5 separate regions of the Mus musculus genome follow, and all the other regions are linked to region 1. Evidence: chromatin contacts called from public ChIA-PET and promoter capture Hi-C data. All regions are on one chromosome and are shown on one strand. Each heading gives the region's core, a stretch centred on a gene start, on an enhancer-like site or on the middle of the called end of the contact. The rest is flanking DNA. Distances are from core to core; before and after follow the strand shown. Region 1 holds the start of Rragd (Ras-related GTP binding D). Region 2 overlaps Map3k7 (mitogen-activated protein kinase kinase kinase 7). Region 3 overlaps Gm42266 (a long non-coding RNA gene). Region 4 has its middle 18 kb from the start of n-TGccc3. Region 5 has its middle 92 kb from the start of Map3k7.

Region 1 (4,916 bases), core at 587-3,086:
GTTGTGAACTGTCCTCTCTGGAAGACCCCCTCTGGGTTCACCAGACATCCTTGCTCAGTAGTCATGTTTGAATCTGAGCTGTTGCTAGGCAGCCATCTCCTGGTGTCCCAAGGACCTCTCTGATGCTTGAAATAGGCCAGTTTAGAGACCTCCCCACAGACTAGCAAGCTGGCTTTGGGACAGCCGCAAAGCCTTACAGCTACTCTGGGGAAATGTCCCTTCCTCCCCAGGCCGCTTCCTGCAGAGATTCAAGGATTTCAAGCTGCCCTCAATCTCATTAAGTTGCTGCTGCCCAGCACATGGGGTTTGACAAGGCGCTGGAGAGACAAAAACTACCAACCGGATGAGCCACAAAGCCCACTCTCTTCGCTATAGAAGTAAAATCGCCAGTGAGAAATGAGTTCTGAGAGCACCTGAGAGTCATGGCTCATTTGAAACGTCTACCAACTCTGTGGTAAAGGTGTTCTCATGAGGGTCAGAAAAGGCTGCTTCCTTCCGGTGGGGAGAGTAACGAGAGTCGGCTTTCTCCATCCACCCTTTGGCCTCCACTTGGTTTCAGTCTTCCTTTGCCCACGGGTTTCTGGGTGTGTTGGACCAATGGCAGTCATTCCCAGGAGACCACACAGAGATAGGAAGAAGGAAAGCAGCCAGGGCCCTCTTCTGTTATCTGCTTGGCCAGAGGGTGGGGAGGGTGGGGGCGGGGATGTGGGGTGGTGTGGGGGTGCTGCTACCTGGCTGCTCTACAGAACTGGCTCCCTTCACTTCCTCCCACTAAATTTGGAGGTGGTGTGAGCTTCCCACCTGATAATCTTTGACTGTACTCCCTAAATTCTGCTGCTTATATATCTGCAAAACTGTTTCTTCGCTCAAAAGCCTTTTTCAGTTCACATCTTTGTATGTGGCATAGGAACGACCTTGACCATGCAGACAAGAGTTCTACTGCCTCTCCTTGGAGAAGCTTTCCTGTTGAAAGCAGCCACCCAGTTAGAAGAAATCCAGGACATGCGTCACGGATTAGTAACCCTATTCCTACCCAGATTTTTCCGAGGACCCCTAGGAAGCCCTGTCCCGGGCCGCAAGTGTCCAGGCTGAGCTGCCTTTCTCCCCACCTGCTGAGCTGCTGGCACCTGCAGGATCCGGATCACCTTGCTGGCCCGCTGTTTAACTGAAGGAAGTTTATGCACGTGACTTTCTCCTCTCTCTCTCTCTCTCTCTCTCTCTCTCTCTCTCTCTCTCTCTCTCTCTCTCCCTCTCTCTCTCTCCCTCTCTCTCTCCCTCTCCCCCTCCCTCCCTCCCTCCTCTTCTCTCCCTCACCCCCCACCCCAGAAAAGGGTGCTCACACTGTGCTGAGCAGCTGGCGAAGGAGGAGAGCACCTCCTCATCCCACATCGCTTCTATTCCAATCTGAGAGCTGCCCCTCACCTCCCACAAAAGCCCTAAAACACGTGGGACTACACCAATGAGACAATAGCAGTTGGGGCATAAGAAGCCCCGAGGGCGTTATACACTTTAGGTTTTCCCGAAGGTTGCAAAGGAATCATTTAGTATAGCATGTTTATATATAAATCACGAGACATGTGACTTCTCCGGAAACATGTCTACGTAGACCACAGTTTGGAGTATTCTTGCTGGGAAATCCTTTGAACTAAAAGGCACTTTAGGAGGCAGCTGCTATGGAAACTACCCCACCACTGTGCACTTCTCCCAGCTCCCGCAGGCTGGAGTGGCGGTGGGGGTGGGGCCTGAGTACCGCACAGTTGAGGGGCAGCCTAGTGGGGGTGGGGTAGACTGGGGTGGGGTGGAGGTGGGTGGGGTGGAGGTGGGTAGGGTGTGGGTAGAAAGCCTGAAGACCGCAGCACAAGCCAGGGGCACTGCAGAAAGCAGGCGGCAGGGTCCGGGTGGTCCCCGGGCCACGCTTGCAGAGAAAGCGAGCAGAAGTCCCCGAGGGCGGTGGCCAGTGCGCTCTGGACACCCGAATTCTCTCTAGGGGGAGAACGTGTGTGGCCGAGCAAGCGGTGGCTGCGGCCGGCGAGCGCGCGCCCGGTGGTGCTGCGTGTGTGTGTGTGTGTGTGTGTGTGTGTGTGTGTGTGTGTGTGTGTGTGACAAGCGTCAGGTGACTCGGGTCACGCAGTCACTCCCTCGCGCTCCCGGGGAGAACTGCCGCGCTCCGGCTGGCTTCTCGGGCAGCAGCGGCAGGGAGGGGGCTGGGCTCCACTGCCACCCCCTTGCTCACCAGGCGCGGCCCCAGGGCGCTGCGGGCCACTCGGCCCACGCGGGACCTTGGAGGCAAGCGTGGGCGTGATGAGCCAAGTGCTGGGCAAGCCGCAGCCGCAGGGTGAGGACGGCGGCGAGGACGAGGAGGAGGATGAGCTGGTGGGGCTGGCGGGCTACGAGGATGGGCCCGAGTCCTCGGACGCCGAGCTGGACAGCGGGCCGGAGGAGGGAGGTGAGCCAACCGGCCGAGCGCTCGCGGTCCCCGCCCTGGGAGCGATGTGTGTGTGTGTGTTGGGGGTGGGGGGGATGCGGGACGCGCGGGTCCGGGGCGCTGCGGTGGGGGAGGGGAGCGGCCGGGCTGCAGACGGCGGCGGGGAGCAGGGTCGGATGTCGAGCTAAAAGAAGCAGCTGGCGGCAGCGTGCCGGCTGGGTCGCCCACAGCTGCGCGTGTCATTCTTCCCCGCCGTGGCCGCGGGAGGGTCTGCGGCGTGGGACCGGGGCGCTGGGGCGGGGCCCGCGCTGCAGGTGGTATCCGCGTCTCCCGGGAGACCGCGGGGTTCTAGGTCCCCAGACACCCTGAATGCATCTCGTGTCGCACCCGGGGGTGGGCGCCTGGCGAGCAATCCTTGGCCGCTGAAGCCAACTGTTTGTTGTTGCCGAAGGAGCTGAAGTTAGCCTTTCGGATTGGGGGCTGCTTGCATTTCATTCCCGGGACACAACAAAGAAGTTGAGTTTAGGATTCCAGAATGTTTTTCTTTAATTTAAAAAAATTTTTTTTCCCCACAAAAGCGGAAGGTCACTTTAAAAGGTCAGTTGAACGGGGCTGTTAACGTTCTCCGAGTTGTAAATATCCCAGAGAAAGGATTAATCTCTTTAGTGTCTCACACTAAAGAAACCGAGGAATGAAAGTACCCGTGACAGGAGTTTTAAGAACTTTTATTGAGAATCTATCGAACGGAACTTAAAATTCTCTCTACAAAGCCTTTCTCGGAAGACAGTTTTGATTTTGCGTCTGGCAGGTACTTCAGTGAATCAGAAAGGGAATACAGTTAACTAAGACTTAAGTCTGGCAGATGAAAAACAGCTTTTCAAGTCGCCTCATTTCCTGGCTTTTCTCCAGAGAGGACTAGTGCTGGCTCCCCGTTATTTAAACTTGTGTGTGCACCTCTGCGCTCCACTCATCCGCACTTCCCTTAATTAGTCCCACGGTCGATCGTTCAGCCACTTTTTTTTTTTCCCAAAAAAATTAAATTGCTCAGGTACTTTACTATTATATAGCATTTGGTAGATCCGCCCAGGGAAAGGCTGAGTGGGATTGTATTGGCAAGGCATTTGCAAAGATAGGTGCACAGTAGCTCCCTATTGTGGTAGTTTAAAGAGAGAAAGAAGATCCTATTCTAGAGGGGAAAGCCAGTTATTTGATACTGTCCTGGGGGCCAGAGAGTTTGCAAGGAAGGGGCAGAACCTATTTTCTGTAGTCTTTTTATTGGAGGGCCTGGGGGCTCTTTTGAAATTTGATTTGAAGTAAACCCCTGCCGGAGGGGAAGAATTCCTGAAACAAAGGCTTTTCCAGAGCCCAGAATGGGAGGCTCGCAGTGCAGTTAATCTAAAGGCTAACCTGCCTGCAGCTATGTTTTGATGACTTCGGTAATAACCGCCCACCCCCCAGCCCCATTGGGAGTTCCCGAATCAGGCAGAATCCTGGAATCTTGCTATAAAAGGATACAGTGTAGTCATGCGGTAGGGATCTTGCATGTTAATTTCTGCTCTGGCAAACACTGCAGAAGCCTAGCTTTGCTCTGCTTTTTGCGCTACACAGGTGGTCTGTTAGTTTCTCTGATCTTTTATCTTTTGAACACTTTCCCTTTTGGTCTCTGTTCTCCAGTTTAGGCCTTGAAGCAGAAACAATCAGAAAATCTGCCTTTCCACAGCCAGCACTTCCTGAAACAATCTGCCGATTCCATTCCCAGGGATCTGGGACTGGGACGGGGGGAAGCCAAGAATTTAGACTTCCTGCTTTGTGTCCTTCTGAAGGCTAGCTGGTTTTGTTTTAAGATTTATGTGCGTGCATTCGTGTGGGTGTGCTTGTTTGAGTGTGTGCTGCATGGATGTAGGTTCCCAGAAGAGCCAGAAGAGGGCGTCAGATCTCCTGGAACTGGAGTTAGAGGAGTTTATGGATATCCAACATAGGTGCTCAGGAAGAGCATCAAGTGCTGTAACTGCCGAGCCATCCATTTCTGTAGTACATACTCCTATTTAAATTTTGGTAAAGTATGCATTTATCTGTTCTCAAGTTTAAGAGATGTAGTGTGAAAAACAGGGACTTTAATCTGAGAAAGGATGGAGATGGGTGAGCTCTTTCTCCCCTCCCCTTTCCTGACAGATGATGTTTAGTGTCTGTATTTAATGGAGGTCTGGAATTTTCCCCGTTAGGTCAGTGACCTCTGGTGCTGGGAGTGGGATAAGATAGGACAAGCAATTTGTCTGGCATTTGTTAAGGCAATCTGTCAGGAGCTGTGCAGGACTGAAGAGAAAGTACAGTTCCCACTGGCCCTCGACTCTGTGTTGTGTAGAGGCTGCTAATCTCATTTTTAACCTGAGCACCCTGTGAATTTTACCAGGAAGCTTGAAAATGTAGTGCGACTAAGGTGAGACTTAAATGTTGTCTGTCTCCTTTGGCTCCCACTCCATATTCATGAACA
Region 2 (4,632 bases), core at 896-3,395, 970 kb before region 1:
CTGTGTTTACTCAGCTGTGTCACTCAGCTTCTAGCCACAGCTTAAAGAGCATTGTTCTTTGGTCAAGGCCTTTAATGTGCCCTTGTTTGATTGTTGTGTCTTGGAACTTACCTAAAGGTGTGGGACTAATAAATGGTGGGGCCGAAGCTGAGACTCTGAGTGGGCAGAGACACGGTTCTCACTGCTGCCTTCAGCAGCCTGAAGAATTATTTCCTCTAGACTTTAGAGACATCAGCGTGGGCCAAACCAGGAATTAGAGTTTTGATGCTGGAAAACTTGTAGTGCTAGCTCTCAAGAATAAAAAACCCACGAGCTTCTCAGAGTGCTGCCGAGTAAGCTCCTCAGCTGTACCTGGGGCTTCTCCAGGGACAGTTTCAGTTGCCTTAGCACTAGCCCTATGGACCATTTGGTTACTCTCAAGTTAACAGCTCAGGGTTGGAAGGAATCCTTTCTGTTTCTTTGTTTCTCTTTGGATAAGCAAGATTATACAGTAGAATTAGAGGTGCCTTAGATGAACCCCAAGCTCCTGGTGTGTAGAAGGAAATTGGTATACATCTTTTTCTGTAAGTGAAGTTTCAGGCAAAATGCCTAGGACACTTAGGGCAGGGAAGGGAGAAGGGCCTTCCATTGCTGACTGCTTGAATGCCTGCTTCTCCGCTGGTGAGAGGCTCCTGCTAGATTTCAGGGTTAGGGCTCCTCTCCCTTTTACAACACCCAGATTTTCCATGTCGTAGAACACCTCACATCAGTACTTCTTAATTTGTTTGGTTTTAAAATATATTTTTAATATTAATATTCTATTAACATAACCTAGAGTGCTTTTTTACATGGTTTATCTTTTCTATTTAACTTCATTTTTTTCTAGTTGTTCACATTTTTGTTGTTGTTTTAATGGGAGGTGTGGATGTGCAGGAGTATGCAGGCGCCCGAGGAGGCTGGGTGTGTCAGATCTCCTGGAGCTGGAGTTTCAGGCACATGGGAGTCATCTGATGTAGGAGCTGAGAACCTGGCCTGGGCACTGTAGGAGAGCAGGGAGTGCTCCTAACAACCCGTCATCTTTCCAGCCCCTGTTTTAACTTATGTAAATTAGATTCATCTCTTAGGATCACATTTAATTCATCCTGACTGTTGGATGTTATGTTATGTTATGTGTTTGTCTCTGTGTACGTGCACATATGCATGCTACATGTGTGTGGTCCCCAAAAAAGGCCAGAATAGAACATCAGATTCCCTGGTGCCAGAGCTGTGAACCTCCTCAGCCCCCTGGAAAGTCAGCCCTGTAGAGACAGGAAGCACTTTTAACCACCAAGCCATCTCTACCCCAGGGTTGGGGGTTGTGCTTTGTTGCATTTTGTGCTTTAATGGTGTAGTTTGCGTTTGTTCCTTTTCCTGGTAAACTAGTCCATCTTTATTTTAGACTCTTCTTTATCCTCTTACCATCTCTGAGGTGGAATAGGTACATTTCTCATTTCTCATCCCCTTTGCCTTTCTAGGTGAAAAGTTAGATCATGCCACTTGTAGTAAATACCTTGGAGATTTTAACATTTGTACCAAGCCTGCTTTTCCTGAAAAACCCAAGCATTTTAAAAGCAATGTTCTTGCTTATCCTGGTTTTATGATGCTGTAGATTATATTTCTGTGTTGTTTGGTAGTTTTGTAAGTTCATTACTGTCTTCTTACCTACTGTTTTCAGTATGGAGAAGACTAGTACCCATTCTTATCAGGATTTTCTTCAAGGAAACTGAATTTTAGCCCTTTGGTCCAGGAAAAAAAAAAAATTCTTGTTAAGTAAAGTTCCTGCTTAGACATTCCTGTTGTAGGAGTTTGTGAGGTAGGTAAGGTGAGGCTTATCATTTCAGATGCTGTTCTGAGCACATTCTTCACTGTTCCAGGCTGCGGGCAGTCTTCTGCCAGCATTCTCTGGCTTCCGTGGTGGCTGAAGCTCATGGTTTGTGAGTGCGTGTTGAATATTTCTTCTGAAAAGCATGAAATGGGTTGTGTTTCTGGCTTTGAGGGTTTTTCTTCCAGATTTTGAAATATACACATGTATGTGATGGGACACCTGGCTCATAAGGCCCAGGCCTGAACTTGCCATGCATTTGTTTTCTCTGTACAATATGCATCGCCTGCAGGTCACTTAAATGATGGCTTCAGTCACATGAGGTGTTTGTTAGGTACACAGTTTCTACTTGTGGCATCTTGTGAGCACTGGAAGTTTCAGGTTTCAAAGCATTTCTAATTTCAGATCTGTTGACTTAGGGACACTTCACCTGTAGCTGCCATTTCCCTCGGGAGGCCACTTCTATTTTTTGCTTGTCTGTTTTCTGGAATTTGACCATATCTGACCATGTGAAACATGGGACATGCGTCTGTCTCATTTCTCATACTGTCGCTCAGTTCTGTCTTCCTTCATTTCGTGTCCCTGTACAAGGGACTTTCATGTTCCTCCTGCTTCTGCCTCCAAGTGCTGATCACAGCTGTCTGCCACCATGCTGGGCTTGCCAACTGCTTTTATTGGAAGGTTTTTCATTTTTTGCTAGTTTTCTCTTTCCCACAGAACAAAGCATTCCCGAGCCTTGGCTTTGAGCGGGGATTAAGCAGGCCTTCTCATCCTACAGAGAATTGGTGGCTCTGTTACTAGTTCCTCAACATAACAGACGATCCAGGGTTGTAAAGTCTTAGCATTGGCAGCTTAAGGGCTACCCGTCCGCTTTTGTTTTGTGGGCTTTATTTCTCTGTAAGTTTTGAAGAGATGCTATGTATGAATGCATAGTGAATTTGATATACACTGACTATATACTTAGAATGCTGCTTTCAAGAGTCTTAGGCATCTACTAGTAAAAATTGAAAATGTTTGCCTCTTATTGGATGTGAAGATGTGTCTTGTAATTCTTTTTTAAAAAAAGAAAAAAGTGACAGCTTTTCCTCCTACCGTTTCTTCACAGGTGAGCAGCCGGTCATCCAGCCCTAGTGTCAGAATGATCACTACCTCAGGACCAACCTCAGAGAAGCCAGCTCGCAGTCACCCGTGGACCCCTGATGATTCCACAGGTGACCAGTCTAGTTCCTTGTAATACAAAATGGATTGACTTGAGGCATTAATCTTTACAAAGACAAGCATGATGTCATTATTTAGATCTTCATGTTTATAAAATCAACCACTTGGCAGTAGCTTTCGAAATGCCCTTGGAGTGTTATGGCAGAGACTAAGTGCTTTACCCTGTGTGTGTTTTTCCCTCCCACATACTAAACACGTATATTAAAAATAGTCAGATTTTTCCAGTTGGAAGCATGTGTTCTTGTACTTCACTCTGTGATTTTTGTATCATGATTGTTCCTGTTGGACCTTTTCAGTAACTACAATTCCCATATCGCTAACAATGACCACCAGCATCTTTACTTGACTTTCTACTTTTTATTAATAATGTTTTATACGTGAATACAGTATATTTAGACCATCTCGAACCCTACTCCAACTCCTCCCAAATATGTCTCAGATCTGCGTTTAGTCTCCATTGTGTGTATTCCTGATACATGACTGTGTCGTGAAAGGACATTTTCACAAAAGTATCTCATGCATAATGAACATACCCCGTACCACTCTTTTCACCCACCCTCCTTCCTTTAGTCCTCATTGTTCCTCTTAGACAGTTTCACTTCTACTTTGATGTCTTACACAAACGTGATTCTATGTATCTGTAAAGTTAAAGAACCACAAAGGAGTGAAAACAAATACTTTTCTAAGACCAGTTTAACTTGTTTCCAGTTGCATCCATTTTCCTACAAAGGACACACTGGAAACTCTATTGTGTATACCTGTGGCATGTTCTTTATCCTCTGTTGTTGGCCATCCCAGTGAGTTCTGTAGCTCAGCTGTTATGTATAGCGCTGCAGTAAACATGGATGTGGAAGTACTGCTGTGATGCGCTTGTCGAACAGAAGTCCTTTGGGTAAACATCCAGGGGCCTATTTTAGTGTTTTTAATGTTTTGAGGATCTTCTGTAGTGATTTCACAATGGCTGACAAGTTTACATTTCTGCCAGCAGTGTACATAAGGGTACTCTTCTGGCAGCTGAAGTGAGATTACAGCAAAGTTCCAATTTGCATTTTTCCCCAGTGGCTAGTGAGGTTGAGCAATTTCCATGTTTTCCTCATAAGAGTATCTTTTATTCTTCCACAGTTTCATGCATGTATACAATATATCTTGAACATCCCCAACATGATTATCCTACTCCTTTTGGATCCATTCCCCAATGCCCCTTCCTCCTTTGTCTTCTTTTTGTGACCCACTGAATCCAGTTACTGTTCCCCAAAACCCTAGGGTTTGGATCAGCCACCACGCTTGGGCAACCTAGCAGCAGCCACACCCCTCCAAGGAAAATGCTTGTAACTCCCCTTCCTCCAGCAGCTATCACTTGCTCAGCTAAGGGTGGGGCCTCATGAGCCTCTTCGCCTTCTATGCTGGTTTATTGATTGGCTGATCTTGTGTGGGTAGCCACAGCTGCAATGGATTGATGAGTGGAATACCTAGACCCTGTCCATCAGCCAGCATTTCACCGCCTCCTGAGATCCTCTGGTTCTTGGATTCTTTTCTCCTCTTCTGTGATATTCCCTGAGCCTTCTTAGGTTGTT
Region 3 (4,641 bases), core at 436-2,935, 810 kb before region 1:
GGAATAATTTTCAAGTGAGAATGGGTATCTGAATCCTAAATTATTTAAAAATCCCTTAGGTTATTAATCTATAATAGAAAAATATAAGTGTGGGACCACATACTCACTATGAGAGGTCTAGTATAGCAGTCAGGAGTGCTGGCTGAGTCCAGTGTTGCTAGAGAAAGATAATAGTGAACTACTGTCACCCATGAGAGTTTTGAAGTCAGTAACATGACTTTCTGAATGAAGTGGAACTGAAGGCCTTGAGAAGCCCCGACAGGTCTGGCCTCTCGCTCAGGTGATGCACACACAGAAGGCAGACCTCAGAACACATGTCTGTAAAGCATCTCAAAACTGCTGCCAGAACCAGATGTGATATGCTCTGCTTAAAGAACAACAAACCCTAGCTACCCCTGAGCGTACATGCTGTCTCAGCAAGTTCTTACTTTATTTGTGTTGTTACACGTTTATTCACAGAACTATCACCCCGTGGTGGGTGTTTCAACGTGATGCCCATGTCTTCCAGGTGCTCCCTTGTTCCAGGTCTCAAAGAGCAGGCAAGGCAACTATATGACAGTGTTTGAAATACAGTGTGAAAAAATTAAGTGCTGGCTGGACTCAGTCAATCTGAACTCACACCCTGCCTCTGTTACATGTAGGAACGTTGTGGGTCTCAACATCATCACACGTAAAATTAAAACGATAGCAACCACCACCACCACCACAGAGCTTGTGGAGTTAAAGATGAATGGGATCTGTAGAGTGTGCTCAGTAGATATTAGGCATCATTCTGTAGACACATAACTGCAAACTAACTTAATGCTGAGCATTGGAAAACTAAATACGTACATAACAACAGCAGAATGCTGCACACACACACACACACGGAGACAGACAGACAGACAGACAGACAGAGACAGTGCTAATAATTGTAATAAGGTCTGATTTCTATCTCAAAACATGTTAGTGAGGACTCATTTCTACAATAGCATCCCACATATACAGTAGGTAACTTGTCCTCTTTTCTAAAGGGACACTTCAACTCCTTCAGGACCAAGAAAACAAGTCTGAGGATATTTTTTTCCTGAAAATAAACCCCTGACTTAATCATGTTCAGTCCAGATAGTGGGTCAGGTGTTGCTAGGCAGAGTCCCTACAGGACACTCTGGCTTTTCTAGGGGTCCTCTCCATGTTGTTCACAATGATGTCATCTTCCAGTAAGTGCATAATATTTTCCCCAAAGATGTATGTTCATCACAAGAAGCAGTTACAGAATGTGTGCACAACACACAGATATCACTGTAAAAAAAAAAAAAAAAAGAAAGAAAAAAGAAAAAAAACCCCGCCCAAGAGCCAGAGAGATCGCCTAGTTCCCTCAAATATACAACCCCCCTTTCTTGATTGTACCCTTTCCCAGGCTTCTTCCTCTGATCCTACCAGGATTCGCCGTGCGGCCAGCCCTCACTCTTCTCCATAGAGGATGCGGACTGGAAAGTTATCACTTGTTTAGTGAGATCCTTAGTGGGAATTTGACAACCATTAGAGCACACAGGTGCACTCGTGCAGGTGTGAGACCCTCAACAGCTCTGAAAGCAGCTGTGGCTTGCAGGGTGAGGTCCCCATTCCCCATTTAACAGTGGAGAGCCAAAAACAGACTAAGAGGTGAGTCACTGACGAGTTATTCCTAAACAGCAAAGACCAACACTTTAGTGAATTCCAAATCCTGAAGTCACACGAGTCCAAAGAGGGAAGTCGTGAGAGTCAGGAGAGGGGGCAGGAGGCCGTGAAAAAATAGAAGTGACAGAAATAGGCCTTCAGTGTTCTGGCTGCTCATTAGACCAGCACTGAGATGGTGCTCATATGGCCTGAATAACTGATACTTTTTATAAGTAACTGAAGAGCTATAAAAAGCTTAGCATTTAAGAAAACAACAAACAGCTGTGGTAAATGAGCAAGAAAAAAAAAAAAAGAAAAATCTAAAGGAGCGAGCAAGCATTGTCTGGGCTGCAGAAGGTCAAGTTGCTGCAGGAGGAAGTGCTAAGCCCTCCTGTCGCAAATGCTACAGTGTATGGACCGGCCCCTCCCCCTCCCCCACCCCCTCAGCCACACCTCTCCCAGAACTTGCCCTCCTCCCTTATCAAAGAGAAAGAGCACAGGCAAGTCAATAGAATACTCAGCCATTATCTCCCGAAAACAGCATTTGTTAACCCAGGAGACCTAGCCACGGATTAAGCAGTGTCCACCTGAGGTCTTGCAGACCAAGGTCTCCAGTGAGAGCAAAACTCTCCCTGAGGTCAGCTGCCACTGCATTCTGGATGAGCCTCATTGAACTGGGGCGGCCCCTGGGATTGGTTTCTGTGCGCCCTGAGATGTCACACAGTTGCCCTTCCCTTTAACAGAAAACGTTATCTGCAGGCGCTACAGCTAGCAGTGGGTAACGGTATTCCTTCCAACTTCCTCACTTGGCTGATGGGTAAGTTCAGTGATGAAGGTCGCTGTCAGTGGGAAGGAGTGCAGGAAAGTGGTCGGCAAGCACTTGGCTCTGGCCTCTAAAGTCAACTCCACTGCTCACTGTTCACGACTTGAGTGTTAACCTCTCGGCACCTCAGCTTCCTTGGTAGTAAATTTAGGAAGTCGGTGTTTCCTTCCTCTGGTCTTCAGCTGAATCTCAGGTTAGCTTGCTAACTAATACTTGAGAGCAATCTTGAGTGGCCTGTAGACATCTCGCCTTGTCTCTAAGCTTTGGGTGATATTCTTAATAATACATCGTAAGCACAAGTTGGAAGAAATGGAAAAGGAGCAGGAAAAGGGTCGGTCTGTTGTTACCGAGCAAAGGTTTTTGCTTCTTATGTTATTGAATGAAGAAGTCAGCCCAGACAGATAGCTAAGGAAAGGACAGTATACTCCAGAGAGAGACTACCATGGTCAGGGTGAACTAAGTAAGTGCTTTGGGTTCTGTGTTGTGGGTTTTAAAACCATTTTAATGAATATTTATTAAGTGGGTGGTATGTTCATGAGATCAGGTGACTCCCTTCCAAATCATGTTAGACCAGACCTCCTTTTTTTTTTTAAACTATTCTTCTCTCACATATTACATCGCGATGGCAGTTCCCCCTCGCTCCCTCCTCCCAATCCCTCCCCACCATCCCCACTACGCCCCAGATCCATTCTTCCATTTCCTTTCAGAAAAGAACGGGCATCTCAGGGATATCAACCAAGCATGGTATAGCAAGTTACAACAAGACTAGGCACAAACCCTTATGAAGGTTGGACAAGGTAACTCAGCAAGAGGAAAACGGTCTCATGAACAGGCAAAAGAGTCAGAGACAGCCATCCCCACTTCCACTGTTAGGAGTCCCACAAGAACACCAAGCTACACAACATAACATATATGCAGAAGACCTAGGTCAGACCTATCAGGATCCCCAGCTGCTGCCTCAGTCGCCACGAGCCCCTATGAGCCCTGGTTAGTTGATTCTGTGGACTTTTCTATGGTGTCCTTGACCCCTCTTCCGTAGGATTCCCCAAGCTCAGACTAATGTTTGGCTGTAGGTCTCTGCATCCATCTGCGCCCACTGTTTCCGTCAGTTGCTGGATGAAGCCTCTCTTATAACAATTGGAATCTCCTTTTATTATTATTATTTTTTTATTTTTTGGGATCTCCTTTTAAATGCATTTCTTTCCATAGTTCTTTTGAAAATTCCTCATTGTGGTTCAAAACCACAATGCACACGGATATAAGGAAGACTGGGTCTTTTGAGGGTGTGGACTGTTCATAAACTAATAGGAATGGTAGTTGGAAAGTGCTGTGGTGTACCTCTGATACAGTGAGAGGAACCTGACTGTAGCTTCAAGTTCATCTAACCACACAGGAATGCTCTGGTCCACTCCCGTTGATGCATCTACAGCACAATTCCCACACATAAGAGAGCATTGTGGGAGATGGGATGAAAAGATCGTAAGGAACTTTGGACTGTAAGGATGAAAGACAGAGAACCAGGATATGATGGCTGCAGAAAAGCAGCCAGGAAATCCTAACAATATGGCTGCCTACCCTAAACAATGGCAATACTTTTGACATTCCAATGTGGATGGGGGGATCTCACGGCTAGGTGAAGAGCTGCAGGAAATTAACAGATGAGAAAGAGATAATCTTCCCCGGGGATTAGCTCACAACTGGTTATCCGATGCCAAGTGGTCTATCCTAAAAACATGTATGCAAAGAAAATGAAATGAACTCAGCATGCTTTATTATGTATTTATTTGTGTGTGTGTGTTGGATAGTTTTATGTCAACTTGACACAAACTAAAGTCACCTGAGAGGAAGGAACCTCAATTAAGGAAATGTCTCCAAAGATTTGGCTGTAGGCAAACCTGTAAGGCATTTCTTTTAAACCAGCGATTTGATGGGGCAGGGCACAGGCCATTGTGCTTGGTGCCACCCAGGGACTGATGATCCTGGGTTCTATAAGAAAGTAGGTTGAGCGAGCCAAAGTGATCGAGCCAGTAAGCAGCACCATCCATGGCCTCTGCATCAACTCCTGCCTCCAGGTTCCTTCCCTGACTTCCTCTAATGACAGATTATGTCAGTGTAAGTCAAATGAACCCTTTCTTCCCCAACTTACCCTCCCTCGCTCACGATATCATCATAGCAATAGC
Region 4 (4,387 bases), core at 1,330-3,829, 730 kb before region 1:
CCAGGCAGCCTCGTGATTCACTTTCTAATAACTGTGTTCCTCGGATCTGACCTAGTAAGCATTTAAGCATCTGAAAGTAAAAGTGATAACACAGGAGAGCCAAAGATAAAGAGGTGGAACATGGATCCTGTTTCTCCATCCTCAGATTTTAACTCTGTTCTTCACACTCCGGCCTCTTGATGGCTGAAGAATTTGCTATTTGAGGTTTTTTGGTGAGAGAAGAGGATAAAAATTGTAAGCAATGATTCCTCTAATCCTGGGAGCACTCTACCCTGGGAGCACTCTACACTAGAGGAAGAATGGCATTCACGACCAATTCCATTAGCGTTCCTAATTGGGAATGTTAGCAAGCAGTGACAGAGAAAGTAGTGACCTTTGTCCCCATTCGAGGCAGTTTCAGGAAGAGATTATCTTGCCAGATTAGCATGTTGCAACTTTGAGCTGGAGATCTGAATGGGTTTGAAGGACTCTGCTTGGCAAGTGTCCCAGTTACCTGGGGTTTGTGAGGGTCACGGCTGTGTGCTTACTCAGCGCCACTCTGCCTGGACTGGACAGCAAATTGACACTTCAGTCAAGAGGCATTCTTGGGGCTGGCTGAACCTTAAGTGCACGGGAAAGGCTCAGTTTGGGAAATAATAGAGCGTATGAATGTACTGTGGCTCATTTCTTTTTAGCAATGAGTTCAAAATTTGGAGATAGCTAAATGCGGAGATACTTAGTGTGTCAGTGTTGGAGGTTTTAAGTGATTAAAAAAATCAGGCAGATGAGTGCATGAAGATTTCTATGCAAACAATGATGAGCTTAAATTAAAGCTGCTGATTTAGTGGGAGAATTACTCACATTGATTTGTAGAATATCTATATGGGTTCAAGATTCCATATTATGCAAATGAATAAACCCTGAAGAGTCAAACTGAAGGGAAAAAAAGAGAAATTATCTGTGAAAGATATTATTACCATTCAGTGAGAGGAAAATGTAGACACATTTCAAATTAACCCTTCCTTCGCACACATTCCATGGGATGACGAGCGTTGGGGACAGCAGTCCTTATCAGAATTGTAAGGAAGCTAGGCAGGCATGTTGCCATCAGTTCCCAGAATCCTCTTGCAGCCACTTCCAGGTTACACTCTGTTGCCTTTGGCCACCTGGTGTGATAGCCAGTTCCTGCCCTTCTGACCTCAAGCCAGTATCAGAAAGGGATTGTATAAATAGCGTTTTAGGAGGAAATTGGTTGCTCAGCATACCCAGTGCACTACTTCGGTGAGATGTCAGCATTTGAGCGAGAGACAGGCAAAGAAGTATGCAAGAGAGGAAGCCTGGAATGTTCCACTGTGGTGATCAGCTGATGGTCTCTGTGCCATGGTGAGTGAGGGGGTCTCGTCAGGAGCTCAGCACCGGCAGGAAGTGGAGACAGGCTGATCAGAGGACACAACCACAGTAAAATGAAGATGTAAAACATGGCTGATTTGCCACGATCTGTTATTCTGGGAGCTTCACCTGTGAGACGCTGGATTTGAATTCTTCTGCCTGTCACAGGTGTGTCATGTGACATTTAAACTCATCTTCAAGGGGGAAACAACGTGGCCAAGGGTTTGGGATTTTTGTCAGTTAATGGCAAACATCCTCTGAAATTATCCTTGAATTCATGAATATTATGGTGAGGGGAGGCCGTGCACCCAACTTCTTCCACCATCCTCTTCACTCCCCTCCCCCCAGTTTCATTGATAAAAATGGACTGAGGAAATTATTTCAGAATTGGTTTGACCTCTTCTGTTAGCACAGTGGTGCTCTCTGGACATGAAGAGAGGCTGACTGGTTAAGGGAGCAGTGCTTGTTTTAGATAAAGCCCTTGCCTGGTAAACAACTCCTGGGGGATGAAGTCAGAGTTGCTTGCTACCCCTCCAGCAACCATGCTATGTTGAGTTGGTGGCGCCATCTAGTGCCAGCCTCTGGAACTGTGCTGGACTCGGTCTTTCTCATCCGTGATATAGGGTGTGGAGAGGCTTTTCTGCCCAAGGGTAGTTCAGTGGAGAGTGCGCTCTAGTTCCTGAGGGTAAATATACCTCCATCGTCCCTTCCCCGACTCCACAGCTCTCAGAACCCTTTCCTTCTCTTCCTTTTTTCAACTCTTCCTGAGTCCTTCTCCTCCCCCTTCTTCCTGCTCTCTCTCCTCCTTACCTCAACCTCTTCTCCCTAGTCACCAGCTCTTCTCTTCTCTTCTTTGTTCTCCTCCTCCCTTCATCCTCTTCCTCCTGGGACTAAAATTGAGAATAACTATCAATACTTTTCTTTTCCCTTTGTGCGGAAGTCTCGTAGTAGACTTGGTCCTTCATTCTCTGCTAATTAGACATTTTCCCAGACTCGGTTGGTTGGGGGTGGGGCTGGGGGCTGTCTTCATTCTTCTTGGAGCCGTTGTTGCAGTAGTATTTCCCACTTGTAAGTTATACAACCTCCAGTGCACACTTTTAAGCTGGAGTGGTCTGTGGTCTGTCCTGAGATGCCCCCTGATGGGCACATTGCACTTGGCTTTGAGGAAATGCGTTCTGAGTTCCAGACCTTCCACGTGGACTTTGGGATTCTGTGTTAAATGAGAGAGCAGAACTGAAGGCACGTGGGTCAGAGTCTGGCATGAGATGGTCCTGTACAAGCCGCCAATGGGGCCTGAGTTCGTGTCTGAGTTTCAGTCTCCCTCATTCAACACTTCAATTCCCACATATGTTAAACACCTCCTATGTGGCTTTGAATGCAAGTCTCTTCCGAAAAACAGGAACTGTGCTTCGGTTACCGGTTCTTGTGGTCGATAGGGCAGCTATTTTGATTTGTCAGAGGAGAGGAAAAGCAGTTAAATCTAGTTAAAATTAAAGCCAGTTAAAATTAACTGGCTCAGGAGATTTGAATGCAGCTGTTCCACACATTGAAACACGGAGAGTGAGTTGTTTTTTTTTTAAATTTTTTTATTACCACTCCTGATTATTACTGGTCATTACTTATTTTTGAGCCAGGGTGTAGATTATCTGCATGTTTTGTTCTAACAGAGGAAAGTAATAAGTGGGCGGCGGTGGTGTGTGTGTGTGTCTGTGTCTCTGTGTGTGTGTGTCTCTGTGTGTGTGTGTCTGTGTGTGTGTGTGTCTGTGTATGTGTGTCTGTGTGTGTGTGTGTCTGTGTGTGTGTGTCTGTGTGTGTGTGTGTGTGTCTGTGTGTGTGTGTCTGTGTCTCTGTATCTGTGTGTGTGTCTCTGTGTCTGTGTGTGTGTGTGTGTCTGTGTGTGTGTGTGCGCGCGCACGCGCGTGCGCGTGCATGCGTGCAGAGATTCTTGTGTGTCCCGGTTTTGTTGCACCCTGCATTGTACATGCCACAGTGCTGCGCAGTCAGCAGTCCCCTTGCTGACTCATGTGCCGGGGCTGTGGGGCTCCCTTGGCTGCTCTGCCTGCGGTGCTTAGGACCAGCATGGCCTGGGGAGGGTGGGAGGTCGGCTGTCATTGGGTCTGTGATCACTGTGAACTGGCTGGGTTCTTCTTCCCTCTGTCTCCCCAGCACAGCCTCTGGCTGGTAGGAAAAGCAGGCACATGTCTGCCTCTACAGGGACAGCATAGGGCACAACCTCATTTCTGGAAGAATTGGCTTTCACTTTATTGTTTTGGGAATCTTCAAACCCAGACAAATGGGTAAGGAGAGATTCTGCTGTTAACGACTTAGCACCCCCTCAAGGACTTTTTAAAACTTGAAGTGGACTTCCTTGGCATTACAGACACTTGGCCCATTTCTCCCTCTGTGGGCAGCAGAAACAGGAGGCAGGGCCAGTAAGGGGGTGTGACTAGCAAGTGAAGTCGTCCCCTGGTGACCACAGCCTTTGTTTATATCTGTTGCTGGCTATTGATGTGAAAACAAAAACAAAGCGCCTAGCCTGGGGTCAGGAAGATGCTGTCACCTGACTTAGCTGACTCCCTCTGCCTGTTTTGTTTACATAGCTCCGGTTTGGGTTTTTCGTCAGAAAGTGTGAAATGCTGTTTTTTCTGAGGTCGCTACATAAACTTCCTTTTGTGGACGGGAGTTGATCAGATCATCCTAGACTCCCAGACGATGATGCAAAGCTGCTGAGCTGGCGCAGGGAAAGCTGAGCAGGGGCTGAGACAGAGCCTCTTGCTAGCCTGGAGAAGCTTTCTCCAGGAAAGGAGGGCTCTCTGACCAGTAATAAAGAGAAAGCCACAGTGACTGTAGCATATGCTGACGGACGGTCTTGGTTTCTGTCGATAAGGGGTGACTCATCAGTGTCAATAGAATTGTGACTTCTAATAATAACACAGCGTGAGCCCTTCAAAACATGCGGTTTTAGCCCCTGCTCTCAGTGAAAGGTTGGAAAATGTTAGTTTGAGCTTTTTCCCCCCTG
Region 5 (4,474 bases), core at 145-2,644, 930 kb before region 1:
TCAAGAGAACGAGCCCGCATCTAAAATCCAGAGAGCCTCCGCAGATAAGGAATATTTCCCTGAAATCAAGTGAAGGATTTTTTTCTTTAATTCATTTTTTTTACAGTCCATGTTTTATTCACCCTTCATCCCCCCTCCGACTGTTTCATATCCCACACCTCCTCCCCACTCCCATGTCTCCACATGAATGTCCCCATCCCCCACCCCACCTGACGTCTAAACTACAGTCTCTTGATGGTTAGGTGCATCATCTCTGAATGAACACAGACCCGGAAGTCCTCTGCTGTATGTGTGTTGAGGGCCTCATATTAGTAGGTGTATGCTGCCTGGCTGGTGGTTCAGTATCTGAGAGATCTCAGGGGTCCAGATTAATTGAGACTGCTAGTCTTCTTACAGGATCACCATTCTCCTACGCTTCTTTCAGCCTTCCCTAATTCAACAACAGGGGTCAGCAGCAACCCATTGGTTGGGTGCAAATATCTGCATCTGACTCTTTCAGCTGCTTGCTGGGTCTTTCAGAGGGCAGTCATGATAGGTCCCTTTTTATGAGCGCTCCACAGCCTCAGTAATAGTGTCAGGCCTTGGGATCTCCCCTTGAGCTGGATCCCACTTTGGGCCTGTCACTGGACCTTCTTTTCCTCAGGCTCCTCTCCATTTCCATCCCTGTAATTCTTTCAGACAGGAACAATTATGGGTCAGAGATGTGACTGTGGAATGGCAACCCCATCTTTCACTTGATGTCCTGTCTTCCTGCTGGAGGGGGGGCTCTATAAGTTTCCTCTCCCTACTGTCAGGCATTTCATCTAAGGTCCCTCCCTTTGAGTGCTGGGAGTCTCTCACTTCCCAGGTCTCTGGTATATTCTGGGGGGTCCCCCTAACCTCCTATTTCCTGAGGTTGCCTGTTTCCATTCTTTCTGCTAGCCCTCAGGACTCAAATGAGGGATTTTTAAACGTGATAGCAGGAGTTAAAAGGGAAGCAAGGGACATGCATTTACAAGTAAGTCAGAGACCAGAGGGCTGAGGACACAAAGATGTTACCTGGAGATAGTGAGTGGCCTCCTTCACGCTAGGCCAGCACGGAGCTACTGAGGCAACGCCGTTGCTTCTGCGGATTCCCGTGCTCCAAGAGAAACGGGGCTTTTTCCCTTCCCCAAAGACACTCTGCCAACTAGACCCCAACTGGACCGCCGGATGCGTAAACTGCCCCTGTTCTATGATTCTCATACAAATTTGTCAGTGATTTGCAGACACTATGAAGCAAAATTAGAGAATAATCATTAAAAGCTTCCGACAATATGCCTATCCATAAATTCTTCAAGAGGAAGATGAACCACCTTCACATAGCACGGCCCGGGACCTTACCGGCTCCAGCCATGCCTTCTCTAGCCACTAGATGGCAGTACAAGCACAGACTTTCAAAGGCCCTTTATTGACAGGGTAGCGACAGCCAGCGCTACTAATGAGGCTGGCTTTGTTTTTGTTTCTTTTTTGTCTTCCATAACTTCGGGTTTCTGGTGTCTGATTCGATGTTTTGGGCCACTTGGACTTTCCACTGCACTTCCAGCCCCTTCCAGAGGCTTCATCGTTTTGCTGGGGAGATAACACCGTGGAGCCTTCTGGGAAATTGACTATAGGGATTTGAGAAAAAAGCTTGACTTCCGGCACCCTGGATCAGTGGGTTCATTCTACGAGCTCCATCCAGGTCACCAGCATCCAAATCACTTCCCTGTCGGGACCAGATGTTCAAAGGAAAATCCCGATTCAGAAGTAGGGAATTTCCTAGAAGCGATTTTTAAAATGTATGTTTTTGTGTGTATGTACATCACATGTGTGTGCGTGACCATGGATAGCAAAAGAGGTTGCTAGCGTTTCTGGAACTGAAGATACAGGAGGTTTTGAGCAGCAAGGCACGAGTGCTGGGAACTAAATTAGAATCTCTCGGAAAAATGGGATTCCCCGGAAGAATAGCAAGCATTCTTCAGCAATGAGCCATTTCTCTCTCTCTCTAGGAGCAAAAATTTCCCCCAACTGGATCCTAAGAACCTTGTTCCAGAGGAGAACATCTCTGAGGGTAATTGAGCAAGCTACTCTGGGAACGTATGCCCCAAGCAGAGTTATAATTATTAGTATTATAAGTATTAGTACGTACTACATAAACAGTAAGTGCTGTGCCGAACTCTCTATGAAGATTACCTCATTCACTCAATAACAACTAGCGCTTGTTCCAAGCACTTGAATTTTAAACCGAGTCTGCCTGAGTGAAAACTGTTGTTGTCTCAATGCATACATATATAAAACACAGGACCCTGTGACAGAATCCTGTCCCTTGTGCCTACCGATCCTAAGTTCTAGTTCAGAATGCTTTGATGAAGTCCAAATGCAGGTATGCCTAGCCACGTCCACCAAACAGGAGTCTTCTATAAGTTCCAGTCCAGGGGACACTGGGTCAGATGGGGCCAGCCTGAAGACCAAGGAATTCAGTAATGGTTGGGCTCTGATCCCAAGTGAAGGTGTGTGTGTGCTCAGGGTGGGGTTGGGGTGGGGGTGGACGGGGTACTGTGCTCCAGATAAAGAGAAAGGGCTGGGAAAATCTGATCTCTGCACTCAGTTCTGACAACTCTGGTTCTCATCAGGGGAGTGGCCCTCCTCCTCAGTGCCTCTGGGTTGAGCCCTGCTTGCTTAGATCCTAGAATCCTTTGGAAGCTCAGATAGCATAAGCCTGCTGACGTTAGTCCCACTCGTGGAAATGTAGCCCAGAACTGCACATCTTCATCTGGGTTCGGTACCCACGTGCGTGCTCATGACTTGCTTCTACCAGTCTGTGTCAGAACAAGATGAGAGCACTGTGGGTAGGGGTTAGAGGAAACCCTTCCCTTTGAGAGTCCGTCTTTCCTGGTTAAATACTGATCTGGGGTACTTGCAAGCTTATTTTATTCCCTGGAAATGCATAACTTTGGCAAGAGTAGATTGATCTTCCTTCTCCCCTCCCCCTTCCCCCTTCCCCCTCCTCTCTCCCCTTCCCCCTTCCCACTTTCCCCTTCCCCCTTCCCTTCCCTTCCCAGCTCCCGATCTCTTGCCTCCACCCCCTTAATGCTGGGATTACAGCAATAACCTGGTTTACATGGTCCTAGGCATCAAACCAGGGCTGGAGCACACTAGGGAAGTACTGTACCAACTGTGATACATTTCCAGTCTCCTTTCTTGTCCTTTTTCTTTTTTCCATTCATTTCTTCACTTTTAGCTTTCTTTTTCCTTTTCTTATTTAAAACGTCACTCCCAATTTGTCTCTGAACAGGTAAGCAATTTTGAAAGTGGCTTCTAGACTGCCATCTAGTGGTCATCATAGCTCATGGTCACTGACTTTCTGAGACTACAGATTGTTGGAGTGTGTGTGATTGGGTGTGGCTGGGGGCGGTGTAAGTGTATGCATGCGTGTAGAAGGATGTGTGTATGTGTGCACATGTGAAGGTGTGTGGAGGTGGGGGTGCACATCTCAGTGTATGTGTGTATGTGCACGCATGTGCGTGCACATTTTAAGTGTGTGCTCAGCTGCCAACAGAGAAATGTATTATCATTAAAGGATTCAGGTTTGGGCACTGGAGAGATGGCTCAGCGGTTAAGAGCACTGACTGCTCTTCCAGAGGTCCTGAGTTCAATTTCCAACCATTACATGGTGGCTCACACCATCTGTAATGAGATCCGATGCCGTCTTCTGGTGTGTCTGAAGACAGCTACAGTGTACTCATATAAACAAACAAACAAACAAACAGCAACAAATAAACCTTTAAAAAAAGAATGAGATTTTGCCAGTGTGCTTAAGTTAGGATCCTGAGAACGGGAAACTCTGTGGGTTGTCTAAGGGCCTCAGTGATCCCAGAGGGAGGCAGGAGCATGGGCAGAAGCAAAATCAGGCCAAAGCTCAGGCATACGGGTGGGACGCTAGAGAAACAAGCAGGCCAAAGCTCGGGCATACGGGTGGGACGCTAGAGAAGCAAGCAACGTCCTCCCCAGAGCTCCTCGGAGGAGTGCACCCTCTCTTACAGACTGATGTCGTCCATGACACGTCCTGGACTTCTAACTTCTAGGGTTCTAAGAGAGTAGATTGTGTTGTGCCTAGAGCCATAGAGTCAGAACTCCTTAGAGCAGCAATAGGAAATGGACCAATCTGCACCGAGCTGCAGTTTACTGACTGATGGGCACATGACTACAGACACAGGGAGAGTCCGTATAGGAACAAGGAAGGGCGAGCCCAGCGCATCCACAGAATGTGGGGTTCCCTGGCTCCCCTGCCTGCTGGAGGCCACAATCCCCTGGCAGCAGTCCTGAAAAACAGGCAAAACCTGAGGGATCGATCAGAGAGCCTAGCCCCATGTAATCCTAAAAGTCTGCGAATCCACAACAACCAAAACCCCCCCAAAAAATCCATAAGCTCACCGCAGAACTAAATACAGGCTAAACTAAAGAGACTACTCAC

Evidence for each region. Promoter capture Hi-C pulls out the DNA fragments that hold promoters and counts their contacts. ChIA-PET counts read pairs in DNA pulled down with a chosen protein or histone mark.
Region 2: a contact with region 1 is called in a promoter capture Hi-C map of the C10 cell line, with 9 times the contacts expected there. The contact joins the enhancer-like site here to the promoter of Rragd in region 1. A contact is called at or near these places in 11 of 39 promoter capture datasets (the 3T3-L1 cell line, the C10 cell line, the HPC-7 cell line and 7 more) and 2 of 9 other capture datasets (embryonic stem cells and macrophages).
Region 3: a promoter capture Hi-C map of pre-B cells shows a contact between it and region 1, with 4 times the contacts expected there. The contact joins the enhancer-like site here to the promoter of Rragd in region 1. A contact is called at or near these places in 4 of 39 promoter capture datasets (the C10 cell line, embryonic stem cells and pre-B cells), 1 of 484 Hi-C or Micro-C datasets (pre-B cells) and 1 of 115 datasets of contacts at active chromatin or transcription factors (large pre-B cells).
Region 4: an RNA polymerase II ChIA-PET map of memory CD8 T cells shows a contact between it and region 1, with 7 read pairs. The contact joins the enhancer-like site here to the promoter of Rragd in region 1. A contact is called at or near these places in 4 of 39 promoter capture datasets (the C10 cell line, embryonic stem cells, pre-B cells and 1 more), 2 of 484 Hi-C or Micro-C datasets (both in embryonic stem cells) and 3 of 115 datasets of contacts at active chromatin or transcription factors (large pre-B cells, memory CD8 T cells and pancreatic cancer cells).
Region 5: a promoter capture Hi-C map of pre-B cells shows a contact between it and region 1, with 8 times the contacts expected there. The contact joins the enhancer-like site here to the promoter of Rragd in region 1. A contact is called at or near these places in 8 of 39 promoter capture datasets (the 3T3-L1 cell line, the C10 cell line, cranial neural crest and 5 more), 2 of 115 datasets of contacts at active chromatin or transcription factors (astrocytes and large pre-B cells) and 1 of 9 other capture datasets (macrophages).

Annotation. Positions count from the first base shown.
Region 1 is chr4:32,981,162-32,986,077 of GRCm38.p6, forward strand. Rragd (Ras-related GTP binding D) reads left to right here and starts at 1,837. Exons shown (of 7, transcript NM_027491.2): 1 at 1,837-2,446. The coding sequence starts at 2,302.
Region 2 is chr4:32,007,371-32,012,002 of GRCm38.p6, forward strand. It overlaps Map3k7 (mitogen-activated protein kinase kinase kinase 7), which reads left to right. Exons shown (of 16, transcript NM_172688.3): 13 at 2,946-3,051. Among named protein-coding and RNA genes, the nearest start is that of Map3k7, 46 kb to the left of the region's middle. Within about 2 kb of position 2,146, at least 12 of the 459 cell types and tissues checked have an H3K27ac peak or open chromatin away from gene starts, as enhancers often do. A contact at or near this core is called in hippocampal neurons, where this site is marked.
Region 3 is chr4:32,168,521-32,173,161 of GRCm38.p6, forward strand. All of the region lies in intron 1 of Gm42266 (a long non-coding RNA gene), which reads right to left. Among named protein-coding and RNA genes, the nearest start is that of Gm52717, 9.9 kb to the left of the region's middle. Within about 2 kb of position 1,686, at least 69 of the 459 cell types and tissues checked have an H3K27ac peak or open chromatin away from gene starts, as enhancers often do. A contact at or near this core is called in pre-B cells, where this site is marked.
Region 4 is chr4:32,246,527-32,250,913 of GRCm38.p6, forward strand. It overlaps a transcript of Bach2 not described here. Among named protein-coding and RNA genes, the nearest start is that of n-TGccc3, 18 kb to the left of the region's middle. Within about 2 kb of position 2,580, at least 272 of the 459 cell types and tissues checked have an H3K27ac peak or open chromatin away from gene starts, as enhancers often do. A contact at or near this core is called in memory CD8 T cells, pancreatic cancer cells and pre-B cells, where this site is marked.
Region 5 is chr4:32,053,922-32,058,395 of GRCm38.p6, forward strand. No RefSeq gene overlaps it. Among named protein-coding and RNA genes, the nearest start is that of Map3k7, 92 kb to the left of the region's middle. Within about 2 kb of position 1,395, at least 122 of the 459 cell types and tissues checked have an H3K27ac peak or open chromatin away from gene starts, as enhancers often do.